Regions from separate parts of the Sus scrofa genome. Here region 1 is linked to region 2. Evidence: chromatin contacts called from public promoter capture Hi-C data. All regions are on one chromosome and are shown on one strand. The core of a region is the stretch at or near the end of the contact, and the rest is flanking DNA. Distances in the headings are between cores, read along the strand shown.

The links. Promoter capture Hi-C pulls out the DNA fragments that hold promoters and counts their contacts.
Region 1: a contact with region 2 is called in a promoter capture Hi-C map of fetal liver, with 5 times the contacts expected there. The contact joins the enhancer-like site here to the promoter of CEBPB in region 2. A contact is called at or near these places in 3 of 5 promoter capture datasets (fetal liver, fetal skeletal muscle and liver), 23 of 47 Hi-C or Micro-C datasets (alveolar macrophages, brain, embryonic fibroblasts and 13 more) and 2 of 2 datasets of contacts at active chromatin or transcription factors (alveolar macrophages and skeletal muscle).

Annotation. Positions count from the first base shown.
Region 1 is chr17:52,072,807-52,075,886 of Sscrofa11.1, forward strand. All of the region lies in intron 4 of PTPN1 (protein tyrosine phosphatase, non-receptor type 1), which reads left to right. Among named protein-coding and RNA genes, the nearest start is that of PTPN1, 57 kb to the left of the region's middle. Within about 2 kb of position 1,670, at least 9 of the 83 cell types and tissues checked have an H3K27ac peak or open chromatin away from gene starts, as enhancers often do. A contact at or near this core is called in fetal liver and liver, where this site is marked.
Region 2 is chr17:51,721,028-51,724,086 of Sscrofa11.1, forward strand. CEBPB (CCAAT/enhancer binding protein (C/EBP), beta) reads left to right here and starts at 1,606. Exons shown (of 1, transcript NM_001199889.1): 1 at 1,606-2,646. The coding sequence starts at 1,606. The coding sequence ends at 2,646.

The sequences.
Region 1 (3,080 bases), core at 420-2,919, 350 kb after region 2:
CTGAGCATAGTAGCCTTCAGGTCTCGAGCCTCGGCTCTGCTGACGATTCAGCCAGGTCCCTCTCTGTCACAGGAAGCTGGCCTGTGCGTTGCAGGGTGTTTAGCAGCATCACTGGTCTGCACCGAATGGATGCCGGTAGCACTCCCTGTGCCCTTTGAAGCCATCACAACTGTCTGTAGACATTGCCCAGTGTCCTCTGGGAGGCAGAATTGCCCTCAGTTGAGAACCACTCTTCTGGTGGTATGGAGGGTTGAGAATTTTAAATCAATACTGTGTATTCAAAACTCATCAGATATGGTAGTGTTTGCCTTGTTTGTTACTAAATGTTCAGGTGAGATCTCTTCACTATTTGTGTGTGGTTTGCTTTAGCTACTGTTGTCACAGCCCAACAAGGAGGGGTGTCCAGGTACTGCAGTCACATGTTCGTCACCAGGCCCTGCTCTTGGTTGTCTGCCACCCAGGCTGAGCGTAGATGGACCACAGATCTGCTGTGGCCTTTCCCCTTGGACTGCTGTGCTGGCCATTAAGAACAAACAAACAAAAGACTGCTTGGTTCTTATTGTAGGTCACTGTGGTAATGTGACAGTAGTCCCTGTTTTCCTCTGTAGCTCTTCTTTTTATTCTGGGTCATTTGGGTATGCAGGTTGGCATGGAAAGCAACACGTGGTTTGAGATTTTTTGAAGTTTCACCGGGCCTTGGAGTTCCCATTGAGGCTCAGCAGAAACAAATATGACTAGTTGAAGGTTTGATCCCTGGCCTCACTCAGTGGGTTAAGGATCTGGTGTTGCCGTGAGCTGTGGTGTTGGTCTCAGACCCAGCTCAGATCCTGCGTTGCTGTGGCTGTGGTGTAGGCCAGCAGCTACAGCTCCAATTCGACCCCTAGCCTGGGAACCCCCATATGCTGTGGGTGTGGCCCTGAAAAGACAAAAAAAAAGTTTCACTGGGCCAAATGTTTATAATTTGGCATCAACATTATCACCCACATAAGGGCTGACTGGGGAAAATGATAAGAAATTGCAGTGTCTTGTTTGCTCAACTAATCTAATTATAAATTCTCCACATAGCCCATGGTGAAAAACCAGCTTGCAGAGTGTTTTCTCATAATGCATATTTGTTTTCTGGTTTCCTTCTTTTGCCAAATAGTATAGGATGTTCTCCCTCTTATTTTTGGCAAACCTTGCGTTACCCTTTTGGGACTCCCTGCTTCCTGGAAAGTGGTTGCGCAGAAGATGATTGTGTGTGTTAGACTGAGGTCATCCAAAGGGCCAGAGTTCTTCTTGGTTCAGTTTAAAAATTGCATTCAGACATGACCTGGAGTGCGTGCATATGTGTGGGGGGGGGGCTGGGCTGCTTGTCTAGGCAGGGAAAATAGTAAGAAGCCCATGGTTCTCTCTCTGAAAGTCCTACTAAAGGTGCCATTTGATTTTCAGTGCTTTTGGGCCCGAGATGCTGGCTCTCGCATCATAGGTGCTTTAGGCTTTGTCCATCTCTCTCATACTCTGCTTTTAGTTCTCTGTGTTCATCCCTCCTTCAGCCAAATCACCCTTCCCAGGGTCACCCCAGATGATTTTCATGGATTTTTCTCCAGATGGCCTAGCTCTTTGTTTTAGAAAGTCCCAAGGACTCTCTCCACCTTCATGGTGGCAACAGCAGGCATGACAGATGCCAGCATGTTGGCACTGCCACGTGGGTTTTGGTGCCAACCCAAGACATGCTCAGTTTTAACCCTGGTGAAGGACTGCTTTCTAATAAAATAAATCTGCTCTTCCAGTCACTATGTATCGGTTTAACAGGATGGTGGAAGTCGTGATCTTGTGCTTATTCTTTTGTTTTGTTTTATTTTGTGTATTTACAACAAACATTTCTATAGGAAATGACAGAGAGCAGACTATTTATTGCATGTTGCTGTTGATGCCTAGAGTTCTTTTAAGAATTCCTATTTTTAAGGTAGTTCTCTTGACGTAGTCACTGCTATGTCTCGGGTTCGATCCCTGGCCCAGGGTATCTATATGCTTGAAGGCACAGCCAAAAAAATACTTTCGAATAAGTATTGGTTGATTGACACATAGTGTGTTCCAGAGTTCCTCAGTTACAGAGTTCCAAAGTCTTGGTCTTTACCCAGATTACAGAGATTTGTAAGGCTTTATATTCTCTTTTGAAGGCGAGCGCTTGCTGTGTGGAGATGAGATTTAAAAGACTTGCTTTTCCTGTCCACGAGACCTGAACACATCGGCCTCTTCTTTGGTAGTGTCTGGCCATTCTGCACTTCTGCTTCTTTGCTTCATTCTGTGCTCACTGCATTGGGGGCCACTCTAGCACACGTGTTTTTGGACCTACCAGGACAGTCTCTTGTTTCCGGGGTCTCAAACAAAGCATCACACAGATCTAATTATTTAAAGTGTGGGAATTAATACATCCTTTAAGCATCTTATAAAAGTCTTGCTCTCAGCTGTCTCACTCACTTTGGCTAAGCTGGGGATAGTGCCTTGCCGTTAATGCTTCTGTGTCCTGAGTGGCAGAATCGCTTCCATGGTGACAGATGGGCTCTGCTCCAGGGGTTCGTCTTTGGCAGCTCCTCCTTGGTGCAGGGAGGTGACCTGGGTGCAGCTGGCCAAAGCTTCCCAACAGGCCTGTGGCCAGGCTGTTTAGAAAGCCACCTTGGCCTTCTCTTTGGGAACCAGTTGTGTTGGCATCACAATCTGGTGTTTCTCTATTTGTTTCTCCCTCTTTTCTGTTGTTTTGGTTTTCATTAGCAGGACTGATGGGCCTTTGCGGTTCTACATTCACCCTCTTCAAGAGCCTCCTGGCTCCTTATCAATGTAGGTGATGCTGCAGATTCCTGGACCCACTGCCAGCATCACTGTGGCCTGGTCCTCATTCGGGCCCATCTCCCACTGCTCTTCCAGGACTGGCTTCTTTGCAGTCACTGCCTGGAACGTCTTAGTCATCCTTCGGATCATGCCCCTGTCAGGAGCCACCTCTTTATTACAGAGTTTTCTCTGCGATCTCTTTGCCTTAACCTTGGCCATCCCGTAATGCTTGCGTCTTCTGAGTTCCCATGACGCTTGCACAGTGTTTG
Region 2 (3,059 bases), core at 356-2,855:
TGGCAGAGGGGTTGGCCCAAGGAGCTGCCCAAATGGCCTAGGAATGGTGCTGGAGCCCACTCAGCAGAGAGGGCCTCAGGCCTACCTTCAGATAGATCCAGGTGGGTCACCTTGTTTCCCCATCTCTGAACCAGGGGAGTAAGTGCATTGTCTCCACAGGGTGAAAATGCAAACTCTGGGGCCAGGTCCGCCCACATCACACAGTAGGTGCCTGGGAAAAACAGGGGAGTCCCTTCTCTCTGCATAGCCCCCACTGGGGCCTGGCAGAACTCCTTTCGCACAAGCCTCAGAAACAGGTGTTTTGGCCTTCTGGTGGCAAATAGGTCTGAGAGTGTAGGGACCAGGGCTTTTCTTTGAGAATAGTGGGGGACATGAGGCCATCTGACCTGGGGTGTGCTATGCCCCCTCTGGGCCTCTTTACACCCTGGGAGAGGCCCTTCTCTCTGCTGTGCATCTTAGAGCAGAAAGCCTTATGTTTGGGAGTCTGTGGTGGAGACAATAATACAACTAATAATAAGTTTTGAGACCTTCAAGGATTGAAGGTTAGCTAAGTGACCTGCGCAAGGTGACACAGTAATGTCAGAGCTTAGCACCTACACCCCCTTCTACACTTTGGGTGCCCAAGTGGGAGTGGGGTGGGGCTGGAGAATACCCGGGTGTGGTCTGAGGGGGCGGGCGGCTGTGCTGGGCAGGGCTAGGAGAGGGGCAAGGTCGGGCCCCTGGCAGATGCTCCAGTGGAGCTTGCTCCAGACTTGCACTCCCAAAGCCCCCAACCACAAGTCTTCGCATTTAGGAGAGAAGTCCCTATAGGCGTGAAATCCTCTCCTTCCAAAAGTTGGGGACGAGGGCAAGTTTAGGGGCGGGGCCGGGCCCTGGAAGGGCTTTGGAGATGGGCTACCTCTCCAATAGCCAGAGCAGGGGTTTGGGGTCTCCAGGATCCCGCCTGGGGCGCGTCCCCTCCTTAAGGAGTTGGGGCTGAGAGCCGCTGATCTTGAAGCCACGGCCTCCTCCAGCAGGGGGCGGGCCGCGGCCGCGTTTAGGGTGGGGGAAGGCGATGGCGTCGCCCCCTCCCCGGATTCCCCCCTCCCTTCTAGTACAGCCTCCAGCCCAGAGGGGGCGGTCCGGGGGCGGGTTCGCGCCTCTTCTCGCTTCCAATCCTGAGTCCGAAGGGTGGGGGTGGGCAGGGGGCGTGTGGCGGCCCCCGAAGCCGGAGGACCCCCCAAGGGCGCGCTCCAGATCTTCAGTCAGGTCACGGTGCCCCACCGCCGCCCTGCCGGGGGTCTCGGGCGGCCACAGCGTGTCCTCTGCGTGCCCGGGGAGGGGTTGGGGCGGCCGCCAGGCGTGACGCAGCCGTTGCCATGGCCCGCCTTATAAATAACCGGGCTCTGGAGAAACTTTAGCGAGTCAGAGCCGCGCACGGGACCGGGAAGGGGACCCACCCGAGGGTCCAGCTACCAGCCCCCGCACTAATAGCGGCCAATCCAGCGGAAAAAGCAACAGCAGCAGCAGCGACACAGCAGCGACAGTTCGGAGCCAGGAGGCCGCGCCACCTGCGGGCCGGCCGGAGCGGGCAGCCCCAGGCCCCCTCCCCGGGCACCCGCGTTCATGCAACGCCTGGTGGCCTGGGACCCAGCATGTCTCCCCCTGCCGCCGCCGCCTGCCTTTAAATCCATGGAAGTGGCCAACTTCTACTACGAGGCGGACTGCTTGGCTGCTGCGTACGGCGGCAAGGCGGCCCCCGCGGCGCCCCCCGCGGCCAGACCCGGGCCGCGCCCCCCCGCCGGCGAGCTGGGTAGCATCGGTGACCACGAGCGCGCCATCGACTTCAGCCCATACCTGGAGCCGCTGGGCGCGCCGCAGGCCCCGGCGCCGGCCACGGCCACCGACACCTTCGAGGCGGCTCCGCCCGCGCCCGCCCCCGCGCCCGCCTCCTCCGGGCAGCACCACGACTTCCTCTCCGATCTCTTCTCCGACGACTACGGGGGCAAGAACTGCAAGAAGGCGGCCGAATACGGCTACGTGAGCCTGGGGCGTCTGGGGGCCGCCAAGAACGCGCTGCACCCGGGCTGCTTCGCGCCCCTACACCCGCCGCCCCCGCCGCCGCCGCCGCAGCCGGCCGAGCTCAAGGCGGAGCCGGGCTTCGAGCCCGCGGACTGCAAGCGGAAGGAGGAGGCCGGAGCGCCGGGCGGCGGCGCCGCAGGCATGGCGGCTGGCTTCCCGTATGCGCTGCGCGCCTACCTCGGCTACCAGGCGGTGCCGAGCGGCAGCAGCGGGAGCCTGTCCACATCCTCGTCGTCCAGCCCGCCCGGCACGCCGAGCCCCGCCGACGCCAAGGCGCCCCCAGCCGCCTGCTACGCGGGGGCGGCGCCGGCGCCCTCGCAGGTCAAGAGTAAGACCAAGAAGACCGTGGATAAGCACAGCGACGAGTACAAGATCCGGCGTGAGCGCAACAACATCGCGGTGCGCAAGAGCCGCGACAAGGCCAAGATGCGCAACCTGGAGACGCAGCATAAGGTCCTGGAGCTCACGGCCGAGAACGAGCGGCTCCAGAAGAAGGTGGAGCAGCTGTCGCGCGAGCTCAGCACCCTGCGGAACTTGTTCAAGCAGCTGCCCGAGCCCCTGCTCGCCTCCTCCGGCCACTGCTAGCGCGGCCCCCGCGCGCGTCCCCCTGCCGGCCCGCCGGCCTCCGCGCTGCCGGGCGCGCCGCGGCCACAGTGACTCCGGGAAGCGCCCGCGCTCCCGCCCCCGCCCCCAGTGGCGCCGGCAAAACTTTGGCACTGGGGCACTTGGCAGCGCGGGGAGCTCGTCGGTAATTTTAATATTTTATTATATATATCTATATTTTTGTCCAAACCAACCGCACATGCAGATGAGGCGCCCGCCCGTGGTGTTATTTAAAGAAGAAATGTCTATGTGTACAGATGAATGATAAACTCTGCCTCTCCTCCTGCCCCCTCTCCAGGCGCCGGCGGGCGGGCCGGTTTCGAAGTTGATGCAATCGGTTTAAACATGGCTGAACGCGTGTGTACACGGGACTGACGCAACCCACGTGTAACTGT